Linked DNA regions of Mus musculus: region 2 is linked to region 1. The links are chromatin contacts, called in public ChIA-PET maps. All regions are on one chromosome and are shown on one strand. The core of a region is the stretch at or near the end of the contact, and the rest is flanking DNA. Distances in the headings are between cores, read along the strand shown.

What was found. ChIA-PET counts read pairs in DNA pulled down with a chosen protein or histone mark.
Region 2: an RNA polymerase II ChIA-PET map of memory CD8 T cells shows a contact between it and region 1, with 9 read pairs. The contact joins two enhancer-like sites.

What each region holds. Positions count from the first base shown.
Region 1 is chr17:80,320,552-80,328,327 of GRCm38.p6, reverse strand. All of the region lies in intron 1 of Arhgef33 (Rho guanine nucleotide exchange factor (GEF) 33), which reads right to left. Among named protein-coding and RNA genes, the nearest start is that of Arhgef33, 17 kb to the right of the region's middle. Within about 2 kb of position 4,512, at least 39 of the 459 cell types and tissues checked have an H3K27ac peak or open chromatin away from gene starts, as enhancers often do. A contact at or near this core is called in memory CD8 T cells, where this site is marked.
Region 2 is chr17:80,767,580-80,775,355 of GRCm38.p6, reverse strand. No RefSeq gene overlaps it. Among named protein-coding and RNA genes, the nearest start is that of Gm33538, 14 kb to the left of the region's middle. Within about 2 kb of position 2,940, at least 107 of the 459 cell types and tissues checked have an H3K27ac peak or open chromatin away from gene starts, as enhancers often do. A contact at or near this core is called in memory CD8 T cells, where this site is marked.

The sequences.
Region 1 (7,776 bases), core at 3,263-5,762:
AATTGAATGTGGGTTAAGGCTGAAGCAAGTGCTTGTCCCTAGTTCCCTGGGATTCCATACTCTGACTTTGATAGTCTTTGAATCATTGTCTACCATGAAATAATAAATGTCCCTTACCAGTCTACGTGGCCTGCACACTCCCTTTATCTACCTTTCCTTGCATCTCCAAAATTGCAGTGGTAGCCTTTAAAATACACATCTGGGGCTTGGCAGGTCTTTGAGGAAATACTGCTAAAGCTTTAGAAAATGTTGGCCGATCTCTTGCTCATGCAGATCTGTATATAAAGTCATGATTTTCAACCTACACTCTTTGAAATCTCCAGGATTGATCTCTGCCCATGTCTTTCTAACTCTGTCCTTATTTGTGTCTCTGTCTCCCAGCTGTGTGTGTGTGTGTGTGTGTGTGTGTGCACGCGCGCATGTGTGTGTTATGTACATGTCTGTGTATGGATGCATGAGCCAATGTGTGAATGCTAAGACAGAGGCTGGAGGAAACCATCAGTTGTCCTCCTTTATGGCTGTCCTTGAACCTGGAGCTTCTGTTTTTCTGCCAGGCTGGCAGCCAGCAAGCCACAGATATGTCTCCAGCCACCCCCCATGCCCAGAATGCTGGGGTTACAGGCTTGTGAGACCATGCCCAGCTCATTACAAGAGTGCTAGGATTGGAACTCGCGTCCCTGTGGTTGTGCAGGTCTACTGACACGTCTCTCTAGGGTGACTCATATGTAGCTGAAGTTGCCCTTGAACTTCCGATCCTCCGGATTCTAGCTCTCAAGTGCTGGGATTATAAGCACGTGCCACCATGTCCAGTTTCTGTGGTGCTGAGCACTAAATGCAGGTCTTTTCTGCAAGCAAGGTGCTCTACCCAACTAAGCTCTGGCTCCACCAGGCTTTCTTGAGTGCTTTGAGGGGCTAAGCAGAAGCTTCAGGGTCCTGGGGTCCCCCTCTGGGTCCCCCTCACACAATACCTGCATTTGTTTGATTCCAATCTTATAATTTTTGGAAAGGATTTTCTTTTTTTTATTTTATTTTAATTAGGTATTTTCTTCATTTACATTTCCAGTGCTATCCCAGAAGTCCCCCATGCCCTCCCCACACCCACACCCACTCCCCTACCCACCCACTCCCACTTCTTGGCCCTGGCGTTCCCCTGTACTGAGGCATATAAAGTTTGCAAGTCCAATGGGCCTCTCTTCCCAGTGATGGCCGACTAGGCCATCTTCTGATTCATATGCAACTAGAGACACAAGCTCTGGGGTACTGGTTAGTTCATATTGTTGTTCCACCTATAGGGTTGCAGACCCCTTTAGCTCCTTGGGTACTTTCTCTAGCTCCTCCATTGGGGGCCCTGTGATCCATCCAATAGCTGACTGTGAAGGATTTTCTTTTTAAAATCTGTTTCTGCTCTTCAAAAGCAAAGGTTATAAAATTGTAAATATAGGGAAACAGAAACTTGGAAAATTGCATCTGAAAAGGGAAGGCCGGACTGTCATGAAATTAGCTGAAGAACTACACTGTAAAATTAACAGGGATCTGAAGAAGACCGCGGGCTCTCCTGCCCCTCCCCCAGGGTGACCTAGAATACTCACCCTCCTTCCCTACATACACGTACAATTACAAAAACTCAGGCTTGCCTATTACTTTCCAATTACTGCTGGGACCAAAATGGAAATGTTGGCACTTCAGGGAATTGAAATTAATTGAAAGCAGACTTGAGTTAATCTCCACTTCAGTGTCCTTTGCTGAATGGGTCTTCAGTGCATATTTCTAATTTAGTAGAACAAGAACTTTCTGTGTTGGGGGAAGGGTGCCAAGGAAATATTTCCCCAAAACTTAAATAATTCATCAGAACAAAGCCTGCAGACATGATCAGAAAGGAAAGTCTATATAACCTCTGTGATGTCCAACAACTACTGAAGACATTGTGCGAAGCATGCATTGGTGTTCATTTGTCCCTATGTCAGCTAAAATCAACGTCACTTGATGATGAGTAACACTGGCTTGTGTGTCATCATTTTTAACGCAAAGTCAGAAACATTGTACTTGGTCATCAGTGGGCACAGTGTTTACCCCCAGTCATTTCCCACAGACTGAGCCTCACCTCAGAGCGTGCCCTCCCTACACAAGCCGTACCACCTCACATGGCGGTTAGTTTTCTAGTTTTCTGGGTTTAATTGCTTCATGCCACAGCAACTACCCTTAAAAAAAAAAAAGCACAGCAAAATAAATAAGTAAATAAAAAGAGATAAAGCATTGATTCCTTTGTGGACTCTGTACTACTTGATTTCTGGTTTATGGTTGTTTTGTTTTGAGAGAGAAAAGATCTTGCCATGAAGATCTGGCTGGCCTGGAATTCGACTTGGGGCCCACGATGGCATCAAACTCAGAGCAGCCCTCTTGCCTCAGCCTCCCAACTACTTTTAGGTCTTTGAGTAAAACAGATTGAGTAGATGATTTTAAAAAGCGAGGGAGCCTGACTGAGTGATGAGGGAAAGACTGAGGGAAAAGGAGAGGAGGAAGAGCGGTTGGGGCACTGAGGCAGCTGGTAATGATGCCTGATGACCTAATTCCAGCAATTTGTCCTCTGACCTTCACATAGTGTACCGTAGATGCATGCTCCCCCGCCACTACCACCACACACACACACACACACACACACACACACACACACACACACAAGGAGGGGACTGTGGCTGACAACTCAAAGAACACCGAACTGGGCTGATGAAATGCAGTGTGTACTTTCTGACAGATAACTTCACTTGTTTGTGTATCCTCAGACAGAGCCCCATTAAGTAGCCCCGATTAGCCATAAACTTGGAATTCTTCTCACTCAGCCTGTCACACCAGCACACCTGACACTAAGTAAAAGTTAGGTGGCGAGATGGGCTGCATTCTAGACATTGGAGAATTGGTTCCTTTAAAAGCTGAAAAGAAATTAAGCAGAACAAATATCTGTGGGAAGGACCAAAAGGAGGGTAAGCCAGGTTCGGGGTCACACGCCTGCAATCTCAACCCTCTGGAGGCTGAAGCAGAAGGCTTTTTGAGTTCAAGGTCAGCTCAGGCAACATCACAACACTCTGAGAAGAGGAGGGGAGGGGAAGGGAAGTGAGAGGAAAGGAGGGGAGTATGGGGGGGGGGAGAAAAGGACGGTCCGTTATCGATCCTTTCAAATAAAGTCCAAATAATATCCTAGGAAAGTCTTAGAGATAGCAATGACTTGTATATAATCTCCTGCAAGTAAGATGTAATATGTAAACCACTGAGGTCGTTTTAGGATTCTGATATTAAATCTACTCTAAGATGATGAATTCTCACGTATCTTAAATAAAATACCATAAACAACGGATAGTACTGTGACAAATATAATTTGCTCTAGAATATCTTTATAAGTCTGTTCATATAACTCTGTAATCAACATAATAAAAGGAAGCAAGAAGTATAATGTGACCCCTGGAAGTCACCTAATGAGAGAAAACAAATCTCACAGTGTGTAAGTACACGGGGTTTAAACAACGCTGTCATGAGGGCTGAAGAGATGGGTTAGCACTGGCTGGCTGCTTTCAGAGGACCCAGGTTCAATTCCCAGCACCCACGTGGTAGCTCAAGTCACATGTAACTCGAGGCCCAGGTAATCTGACTCCTTTCCTGGCTTCTGTGGGCGTCAGGCGCAGAGTGAGTTACATAGACATGCATGCAGGCAAAGCACTCATACATGGGAATTTTCTAAATGCATAAATGAAGGCATCTCAAAGATAATGTGTTTTTTACGCCTATGTCAAAACTGAATCACCAAATATATAGCTAGCTTTGACTACACATCGGGCTCCTCAGGTGAGAGCACTCAACCTCCTCCCCGCTCCAACCACACTCCCCAAAGGGCCTCAGGTGCTCTCAAAAAAAAAAAAATCTGAGAAAGCAATGTGAATTTTCACCCAGCAGACTATGAGAAACATGGTATTTACTACAGATGCCATTCAAAATAATGATTAGAAGAGTCATTCAGGGGTCAAGTGCGGGTCCTGGGTTTGTTTCCCAATACCAAAACTTAGTGGATAGACTGGCGAGGAAAACAAAACTATTTTATTCTATCAGCAGCGCAAAGTTCCCCTAAGAGAAAGCCTGCACCCAGCAACGGGCTTGAAGAACCAAGAGTCAGCAGGACTCCTAGACAACTCTCACTTTCCAAACCAACTCTGGTTCCCCACCACAGCCCTGGTGTGTCCAGAGCCAGCGGGAATCTAGAGAAAGCACTCAGAGCGGACCATTCCTTAGCTCAGGAGCACAGATCTTCCTTATATCAGAATGTGAACGGCCATTGGTCCTCCGAGCTACTCCATTGCCACGTTATTATCTTGCTTACTTGGGATTGGGTAATTTGGCTGAGTTGATGTGTCAAGACCTGGCAGGAAGAGAAGCGTGACGGCCTGCTCTCTCACGGCCAGTGCCTGCTCTGAGGTGAATGAGTACATGTTTAAGCCTCGTGTGAGATAACACAACTCATCAAAACTCAGGCCCTTCTTCCGGGGGCCCCTCTGTCTCTTGTTGTTGCTTGGTATACCTGAGTGTGTCAGAGTGGCTTTTGATAGCCTGGGTATTTCCTGAGCTGTGGTTCTGGCAGGAAGGTTCTGTGGCTCTTTCTACCCTGACTAGATTTTTTTCTGTCTCTGTCTCTCAAACATGTTGCCCAGCTGGACTCAGCTAAGGAGAAGCCTCTCAGGGGCTCTCAGTGAGAGGGAAAGCTCATGCCTTTCCTTCCAGCCCATGGGAGATCTCTGTGAGTTCAAGGCCAACCTGATCTATATAGTACGTTCCAGACCAGCCAGGGCTACATAGTGGGACTCTGTTACAAACAAACAAACCATCAATTTAAATAAAAAACAAAGTGACATCGCACCTGGTAAGGCCACCTGCAAGTGAAGAAGAACAACTAAAGACCCTTAGAGATATTCAGAGGGACAGTCCTGGCCTCCAGAGAAAGTTTCCTCCAGCCAGGAAAAGCCTGTTTGCAGAGACAGGGGTGGAGATCAATTGGGGGAAACTAAGTAGTCAGTCAGTCGTCCTGGGGAATTACCCCATCTGCTGAAGCAGAGAAATTTCAGGTCTCGCAAGTCCCAAATGAGGTGGCTGAGTCCATGCACTTTGTAAAATAGCTCATCAGCCACCAGGGCCTATTCTAGGTGAGAGGGGAAAGCAGGTTATTGCTGCCTCTCCTGGGAGAAGGTTTTTCATCATTCCGATAAAACGGCATCCAATTTGGATCTGCCTTTGGCACTTTGGGGGCTGCTAGGAAAACAGTAAAATGCAGTCTTCAGAGTGATTGTACCTTCCCACCATTGCCCAAGTGAGCAGACTCCAGAAGCTGGGAATCAGAGACAAAGTTTGGAAAATCTCTAACTTCAGAAACACATGGGTCATAGTCAGTGTACCCTGAGGGCCAGTGATACCCTGTGGCCACTAATACTGTTACCTCATCCCTCAGAGTCCTCATCTACAAGTCATGTGCAGCTCACCTAAAGACCTCAGTCCTTACAGGTCCCTGCCTGAACCCCCAGCCTCAGGCAACTCAAGTCCTGCTCACCCCCAAAGGGCAGCTATCCCCCATGGCCTCCAGGAAGTGGATGGTGCAGATTTTTGTTTGTTTTGTGAAGCCGGATCTCTAGTAGCCCAAGCTTTCTGTGCGGTGGAGGATGGCACTGGGCTGAACCGGTGATCCCCCTGCCTCTGCTTCCTAAGTGCTGGGATTATAGGAGTACACCTCCACCTTTCTTTTTATGCAGTGCCGGGGTTAAGTGCACGCTTGACAAGCCCGCTACCAGCTCTACCCTAACCCTGCCTCGTGGTTAACTGTCACCTCTCCTTACTAACTCATCATTCTTAGAACCCAGTGGCACAGACTTAAATATAAAACAGTCCTTATCTTAGACAGGCTCAGCTAACCTTGGCTAAGCTCCAACTTGTTACATAGCCATGGAACTTCTGCTCTTCCTGCCTCCACCTCCTGAGTGCTGAGATTATCCACGCCTCACCAAGCTTACATTTTCTTAATCAATGACCAGTGTGTATTTTCTTCATTACTTTTATTATTTTATATTTTCATCTTATTTCATGTATGATTTCCCCTGCCCCAGACTAAGACCAACTGAATCCAACCTATTCTTTTTTAGAGAATGGGTAAGACTTGACACATTGGTACAAGTCACAATGGTAAACTTGACCTATAAGGAATACTCCTGGCTAAGCCTCCTGAGTACTAAGAATACAGGCATGCACTCCACACCAGACTATAGTCAAATGCATACCTATCTTACAGTTAGTTGGCTGTTTTCGGAACAAAGAGAAGAGGACAGCCCTTCTATCAAGAGTCCAGAACAAGAACAGACAAACTCTATCAAGTTGTCCTCTGACCCCCACGTATGTGTCTTCTGTACTCCTTGCCCCATACAAATAAGTAATGACTGTAATGACCAAAGGCAAAGGGGGCCCAGAACTGAACCAGGTGTGACAGTGCAGCCTTGGGAGGCTGAGGCATGGTGAAAAGTTCCAGGCCACCCTAGGTTACATAGTGAGACCTTTTCTCAAGTAACGCTGTAATACGTGGCAGCTAGATTATGTTCAAATTCCTCAGTGTCTTGTTTTAATTTCCTGATTTGGAACAAGTTAGGACACAAATTAGTAAACAATAGGACAGCGGGCACTGTAGCACACACCTGTTGGCTCACCTAAGTCCGGGAATTCAAGGCCAGCCTGGGAAACATGAGAGAGACCCTGACTCTAGAAGTGAGTAAAGTGCTCCACCCTCTCCCTCCTCACTGAAGTACATATTTCTTGTCTCTCAGAAAGTTGGAAAGAAATCCCACTCAAAGGCCCTATAACTCTAAAACGCTGAGGCTCATTCAGCAGGGCTTCTCCAAGCATTGCTCAGTGGCATGGGGTACCACACCAAAGAGTCTCTTCCTGGCCCATGCACCCCCATTAGTCCTCTCTCTGTCTCTGTCTCTGTGTGTGTGTGTGTCCCTCTCTCTGTCTCTTTATCTTTCACTGTCTCTTCCCTCTCCCCCTTCCTCTCCCCCCTCTCTCCCCCCTCCCTCTCCCTCTCCCTCTCCCCCTCCCTCTCCCCCTCCCCCTCCCCCTCCCCCTCTTCCTCTTCCTCTCCGTTCCCCCATTCTCCCCTCCCTCATTGACACTGTAATCCAAGCTGGTTATGCTAAGCAGCTCATAGTTGTTCTTTTCTAGGTCTTCTTGTTTTGGTTTGGTTTTAGTTGTTTGATTTTAGCATTCAGGTAAAAGTAGGAGAAACTGATTTGTTTGTTTATTTGTTTTCTCCTCCTCCTCCTCCTCCTCCTTTTCTGGTAACTGAATAGCCTAGGTATATTTAACTTTCTCTTGCTGTTCTGTGGTCACTCACATTCACCCTCTTGGCATTAGGTTGATCATCTTTAGCCTATCTGCCTTTGGCTTTTACAGCTCTGACCCCAGCACTGCCACTGAGCCCAGGCCCAGAGTCTCCATCTCACCCTTACCAGCCTGACCCCAGCGCTGCCACTGAGCCCAGGCTTGGAGTCTCCATCTCACCCTCACCAGCCTTACAATCCACCAGTCGCGAGCCGTAGCCTCAGTTTGTCCACCACCCACACTCTGACTTCCTCTCTCCTTTTCCTATTACCTGGACTCTCCTCCTCAGCCTTCTCCAGCTCTCACTTTGCCAGACTCTAAAGGAGGAGCCGATCCTTCCTTTGTAGAAACAGCAGAGAACAATGCAGTGGAAGCCATGAT
Region 2 (7,776 bases), core at 1,691-4,190, 450 kb before region 1:
TATATTCACCGGAAATGAAGTCAGGATCACAGAGAGAGATCTCCACTCTTGGGTTTGTTCTAGCATTATTCACAATAGTTAAGCAAAAAAAACCAAACATCTGTCAACAAAGAAAGACAATATGGTGCATACACACTATGGGGGATTGGTTAGCCCACCACTTGCAGAGGACACTGCACTAAGAGAAACAAGTCAGTCACAGGAAAACAAATACTGTTTGTTCTCAGTTACATCAGGATCAATAGCAGCCATTCCCACAGAATCAGAGAGTACAAAATCGGTTGCCAGGAGCTAGAACTATGGGGAAGTGGAGAGAGGTCAGCAACTGGAATGCAGTTTCAGTTACACACATGAATAAATTCTCAAAGACAGTTTACTATATCATACTATATTCTTGAAATTTTGTCAGAGAGTAAACGTTAAGGGTTCTTACCATAATAAGAAAAGAATGAAAGCAAGAGACAGAAAGTGGAAAAGGGAGAGAGAAAGAAAGAAAGAGAGAGAAAGAGAGAGAGAGAGAGAGAAAGAAAGAAAGAAAGAAAGAAAGAAAGAAAGAAAGAAAGAAAGAAAGAGAGAAAGAAAAGGAAGAGGAGGAGGAAGAAGAAGAAGGAGAAGAAGAAGAAGAAGAAGAAGAAGAAGAAGAAGAAGAAGAAGAAGAAGAAGAAGAACAACAACAACAACAACAACAACAACAACAACAGAAGACAACAAGAACAAGAAGAGGAAGAAAAGAGGAAAGGAGGAAGAGGAGGATAGAGGAAAGGAAGAGAGAAAGTATAAAACAATAAGTTAATTTGTCTAGTTATAATGATTATTTCTCAAATATATTTATTCATCACAACAGCAAGTCATATACATATGCACTGTGTGTGTGTGTGTGTGTGTGTGTGTGTGTGTGTGTGTGTGTGTGTAAGTAGATCCTTATGTAGAGACCAGAGGACAATCACAGGTGTCATTCCTTTTGCACCCTTCCTTTGAGAGAGAGAGGGAGAAGAGGTATCTCAATGAACTAGAACTCACCAGGAAGACTAGGCTGGCTGCCAGAAGGCCCCAGTGCCACTCTTTTCTTTGTCTCTCCATGCTTGGATTACAAGGGTGTGTGTGCCACCAACACTTGGCATTTTTATGTGCATTGAGGTTGGTCTTGTGCTGCTATAATATTTCTTTTTACATACATGAGTTCTGGGGATCAAAGTCAAGTTCTTGTGTTTTCAAGGCAAGGTCTTCATTGACTGAGCTATGCACCACACATCCAATTCCTAGTGGTTGCCAATTACATCTCAATGGAGTAAAGCATTTTCCACAAAGAGGTTTCTCAGTAAACAGTGATGTTTCTTCAATAAATTTCTGTAATCTAAATGAAGAAACACGAGGCAAATATCCAGGTATTTCTTAAAACAATAGTTTTAATACAGAAGATAGACAGATAGATAGGTAGATAGATGGATGGATGGGTGGGTGAGTGGGTGGGTGGGGGGATGGATGGATGGATAGATGGAAGGGTGGGTGGATGGATAGATAGATAGATAGATAGATAGATAGATAGATAGATAGATAGATATCTCAGTATTGTTCACTTGAGGAGAAGAAGTCATAATCATTAAGTAATTTCCTAATGGCTCTTAGTCCATTTTCTGCTGGTATGAGAAGAAGAAAACCAACAACCTAGGTAATTTATAAAAATAGTAATTTATCTGGATCATAATTCTGAAAGCTATGATGTTCTTGAACATGATACTAGCATCCAGCAAAGGCCTTCCCACTATGTCCTTCCATGGTGGAAGGTGTTGGCTCCTCCCTTTTATAAGGGATTTTCTGCCTTCATCAAGGCCTTGATAGGACAGGGATGCTGTGATCTAGTCACCCTGAGGTCCCACCTCATTATACCATCATAATGGCAATTACATTTCAACCTATTTTGGAGGAAGGAACATTTAAATGGCAGCACAGTGACTAGAAGAAAAAAAACTAGTTGAGTCAATTACCCAATCATTCTGGTGGGAAAAGAAAGCTGCTCATGGCTGAAAGGTTTTTCATTCCTCTGTGAGTGCTGCTTAGTGCTTCAAGCTTTAATTTGTTCTAGTAACAGAGACGTGACCATTCCATTCCGCTTTGCCCAGGAACAACACGATTACCAGAGCACTTTTGTACAAACAGAACTCACTTGCAGCTAGTTATTCAAATATCCAGTGACAGCGTAATAAAAACCTAGTGCCTTCATTTAATTAAACACTCCAGTTGACTCTTCCCTGGAAGTGGTTGCCCATATTTGGAAACTGCTCTTTCACGATTTTTAAAATAGCACGTAACACCACGACAGTCACATATTAGAAGGAGCTCTCTGATCTGAAGGTGCCAGCGCAAGTGTGAAATGCATTCAGGGTGAATCCCTTTCCAGGAGGCGTCTATGTGCAGAGCTTTTTTTTTCAAGGGGTTTTCAAAACCACCACAAAGTGGCAAGTGAGGAGAAATTGCAGCAATGCAGATGGCAAACTTCAACCAACAGTGCGCCTTCCCACGGGCTGCAGCAAACTTACAAAGCAGTGAATTGAAGATTAAATCGTGAACCCTGAGCAGTATTACTTGTCCCCCCTATGATTAATGCCTGGCAGACACTGTGAGTCAGAATGTAAATACACACTAGTTTTGGTAGACCTCACAGGGTTTATACTTTGGTTAACCACAGCTGCCTCAGATCTACTACCGGAAAGATGTTTTGGAGAAATGAAACCAGACACCCGTCATGCATGTGACATTTTATTCATAATAAACAGAGCCCTCAGTGGGAAAAGACATTCTTACAATGGTCTTTGCACACTCGTTAAAAGTATACCTATAATATCTCACGCCTTCATAAGTAGAGGCCACGCAAGGATTTTCCTTTATGTGATTAACTTTAATGTATACGTTTTGGGGTGCCTTTTTTGAACTGGGTTGCCGATGTGCTATCTAGTAAAAGGGATCTCTCACATACATACCAAAGCATGTGCTATAAATGAGAGGGGCCACAGTTAGAATTAATTAACAATAGTGAAGCTCTTGCTTGTACATTTTGCCAAACATTAGCCCAAGTGATTTACTGGAATTGTTTAATTTTATTGGCAATTTCAACAGAACAGAATTCCACTGTCCCAGATTAAAAGAATTGACAGACTTGGCCAATCTAATGGTTGATAAAGAATTCAATACCCAAATGGGAAAACAATGTTTTCATAGATGTTTTTCTGGAAATTTACAAAATCGAGATTCCCCCCACCCCCCGCCCCCAAACTACCTACACACAGGAACACACAAAACACACATCGCAAGCATCGACACCCTGTAAGCAACTTAACTGTTTCATTGTCCATTTGTGCACTCTGTTTCTGACATTCCCTTTATTCCAGAAATTATTCAGCCTACCCACTCTTTTAATTAATTTTTATGTGTATGGGTATTTTGCTTTCATGTGTGTTCAGTGCCCAAGAAATCCTGGAGAGGACATCAGATCCCCCGGGCACTGGTGTTAATAAAACAGCTGTGAACTACCATGTGAGTGCTGAGAATTGAACCCAGGTCCCCTAGAAGAGCAGCCAGTGCTCTAACCACTGTGCCATGTCTCCAGCCCCCTATTTATCTCTCTTAAATGACTAGTCAGGTTGGTTTACTATCAAAGTAAGAAGTCTTTTCTGGAGCTTGGAGATAAAACCTGATGATGCCATACCCAGGAGAAGATACAGAAAAGATCCTTCTGCACTGTTTGTAAGATAGAAAATGGCCAAGTGTGGTAAAGCCAGCTTGCAACTCCAAAATTCAAAAGGCTGAGACAGGAGGATCACTTCTAGTTCACAGCCACATTGTGAGTTCAAGACCAGCCTGACCTACATGGTGAGACTCTGTCTCAAAGCACATAACAACAACAAAAAGATTGTTTAATGACAGTTTTAAAAATTCATTGACAAGCGGGTAAAGAAATTGTGGCAATTTTTAAATGTTATTAATTTAGTTGAGTTGACGCTAGTGCTCGGGAGGCAGAGACAGTGGGATTTCTGTGAGTTAGAGGCCAGTCTGGTCTACAGCCACGGCTATATAAAGAATCCCTGTCTCAAAAAACAAAATGAACAAACAGAAAAGATTTAGAGTCTCAAACAATGAAATGAAGAATGCGCTCATCTTTGTAATACTTGTCCACGGTGTTAATAACTAAGTCTAACAGCCAAAAGGTTTGAGGCAAGCAGCATGTATCTTTTCTCATTCTGCTAGCAAACTTCTCACATCTGAGGAAAACAAAGCTTACAGAAGCAACTTTCCCCCTCGCCTTCAGTTCATCCTTCAAGACAAAGCACTTCTTACGTCCTGAAAAGGTGGGTAGAGCTGAAGCACACCTGTGAAGTAGAAACTCACAGGGCTCTTCGCAATCAGTGAGACACGGTAGAACTCGAGAACTCGGCTCAGAAGGCGGCAAGTGCAAATGCAGGGACTCCATCAACCTGTGGGAAGGGGTTATAAACCAGGAACTGTTGAACACTGCGGGGACACAGTCCTAGCTCTCAGGAAGCCCAAGGCTGTAGGGAAGATGGGGGAGGAGGCTGTTAAAGCAGAGGCTTGACACAAACCGTGATAGAAGCAAAGAAACATGATTAAACCTAAGGCAAGCTCCCTGCGGTAGTTAACAACGAAGTATGTACCGTCTTAAGTGTACACAGGGGGTAGGTGAGAAAGGAAGCCGACTGGAGTCCTCACAGGAGAAGGCAGAGAAAAGGTAAGAGAATGTGGCAATTTCATCAAGAGCAAGTAACTATAAGTCAAGGGAGAGGACAGAGCAGGGATGAGCATGGTAGCTTAGACGAAGGTCAGAACAAGAAAGACATTAACGTGCTCTGGTTTTATTCCTCATGACTGTGGATCTACTTTAAGCAAAGGAGAGGACCTAGGCAATGAAAGAGTAGATGTGAGTTCCAGCTGGACTCCCTGACAGCTCCAGGGTGACAGACCAGAGGTTGCCATGGATGTTGGGAAGGTCAGGTTAGAAAGACACCAGTGCAGAACTGTAGAGATAGCTCAGCAGTTAAGAGCATTGGCTGCCAAAGGACCTGGGTTTGATTCCCAGCACCCTCCAACAGTATCTGATGCCCTCTTCTGGCCTCCTCCAGTACTACATGCATGAGGTGCACAGACATACATGTAGACAATGCATACATACATACACACACACACACACAAAATATGAATCTTTAAAAAGAAAAAACACCTAAATAAAGACACCAAAGCAGTAATCCAGGTGAAAGCAGACAAGGACATTCGTTGGGGCAGGTATCTGAATCTCAAAGAGCAGAAATTGGTATTCCTAGACATCACAGATTGGCAAACGGTTTTCTATAGAAACTGCAGAAAGACATCTAAAAGGGCTGACCATGTGCCTCAAAGCTCGTATCTTAACTGAAGGGCCAAAGTAACCTGCGAGAGGCAAAGTATTTATTAGTATAGCAGTATTATTTAAAAAATGGGAATAGAACTTTTCCAAAAGGGCTGGAAGAGTTGAATGACATCTGTGCTCATCTGTCATGGGAGGCACAGAAAGGCCACCAACGCTTTGATCTTAGACACCCCAGCCCCTAAAACAGGAGAAACCTGTGTCACTATGCATATGCCACCTACTCTGTGGTGTTCAGTTACAGTGGTGCACACAGGCTATGTGGAAGCACTAAGGAGCATTAGAAAATGTGCTGATCAGTCCGCGGCAGGAGCCCCTCCTTGATTTGGGGGTTGCTACAAGAGTCCCAGGTCAGAGAAGGCTCTGATGAAGATGTGCTTAAGGTAGATCTGTTTCATCCTGGACACTGTTCTTCCTCACAGCAATTCCACAAAGCCTTCTCCATGTGAGCCATTACAAGCCAGACATGAGCTTCTGTGTAGGAGAGTGGACTGGGGAGGGTGTGTGTGTGCACATGCACACATGTCTGGATACACTTGGGAGTCTTGAGGTCTACCTGGGGCGTCAGTCCTCAGGAACCGTCTACTTCATGCTCTGAGACAGAGTCTCTCATGGACCAGCAATGCCCAGGGGCGTCTGCCTGTCTCTGCCTCCTGATAACAACATTGCAAGCCTGCTCTGATCGTGGGAACGCATGCATGTGCCACTGTGTCTTGCTTGAATTTACATGAATTCTGGGGCATCATGCTTGAGCCACAAGTACTTTAACAGCTCAGCCACCTTCACAGCCTCAGTGATGGGTTTTCTAATCCAAATAAGGCCAGATGAACACTGAGGCTTGCCTTAGAATTATTTTCCAGCTTCAGAGGCTGGGCAACCCCCAAGCCTTGGCATCAGAATTTCATGATTCAACATAATACTCCAGATGAGATCTGACCGACCTGTCAAAGCCTATTTTGTTTCTGATCTGTTATTCTCAGCTCTAATCCTAATAGGAATTTGTGCCCGTTTCCAGTGGATGCCTGTGCATCCCCGGGATCTTGCCAAGCTTCTCTCCTTTCTACCCTTTGGCTTTTGTGCATCTGGTACTTGCCTGGAAGGTCCTCTCCTCCACTCTTCCCACTGATAACATCTCCGATTATAGCTTTCAGCTTAAAGCCTTCTCTGGCTATTCTACCTAAAACTAGGGCCTGGGCTGGCAAGATAGCTCACCGGGGAAAGTGGTGGTGCACAAACCTGCTGGTGATGCACAGGTTTTCAGATCAATAGAAACAGTTACTGTATCCATATATCACCTGGGTGCCATAGGGTCAGTCTATTTGCTGCTTTTTGAAGTGTTTTCGCTACTGCTGTCACAGTAAAGAGACACCGTGACCATGGCAACTCTTATAAAGCATTTAACTGAGGGCTTACTAATGTTTCAGAGGATTAGTTCATGGTCATCATGGCAAGCGTAGGGCTAAGATCTTACATCCTGATCCTCAGGGCAGGGGGGACAGAGAGAGAGAGAGAGAGAGAGAGAGAGAGAGAGAGAGAGAGAGAGAGAGAGTCCTAGCATGGGTTTTTGGAAACTACCAAGCCCACTCCCAGTGACACATCTCCTCCAGTGAAGCCTCCTAATCCTTCCCAAATAGTTCTACTAACTGGGTACCACACATTCAAACATATAAATCTATGGCACACGTTCTCATTCAAACCACCACCAGAAGGAACTAGAATGTTCGTGACTCAATATCCTTTCAATACATGAGACACTTCTGACTTGTTCCTCACCCCCGCCACAAGCTTCCTCATGACCAGACCGTGAAGCAAAGATTTGGAGAGATAGACTAGCTACTGTAGAGAGGGCTGTGTTGTGGCTTAGAGTTAGTTCAAAGGAGACAGCCTGACTTTTCTACCTTAGATCAGAGAAAATATGATCCAACTATTGCCATCTATACGCCAGTGATGGAAACTATTAAGACAGAAGGAGGGTGAGCAGCAGAGAATGACCAGGAGTGGAAATAACACACTTGATCTCAGATTCTTTGGTTATGTCATAAGGAGGTATCCATGAAAGCTGTGACTTGGGAAGGCTACTCTACATTTTGGGCCATGATATGGAAAGGAAGGAAGGAAGGAAGGAAGGAGGAGGAGGAGGAGGAGGAGGAGAGATGGAGAAGGAGGAGGGATGGAGAAGGAGGAGGAGGAGGAGGAGGAGGGATGGAGAAGGAGGAGGAGGAGAGATGGAGAAAGGAGAAGGAGGAGGAGAAGAAGAAGAAGGAGAAGGAGGAAGAGAAGAAGAAGGAGGAGGAGGAGGAGGAGGAGGGGAAGGAGGGGAAGGAGGAGAAGGAGATAAGGAGGAGGAGAAGAGGGAGAGGAAG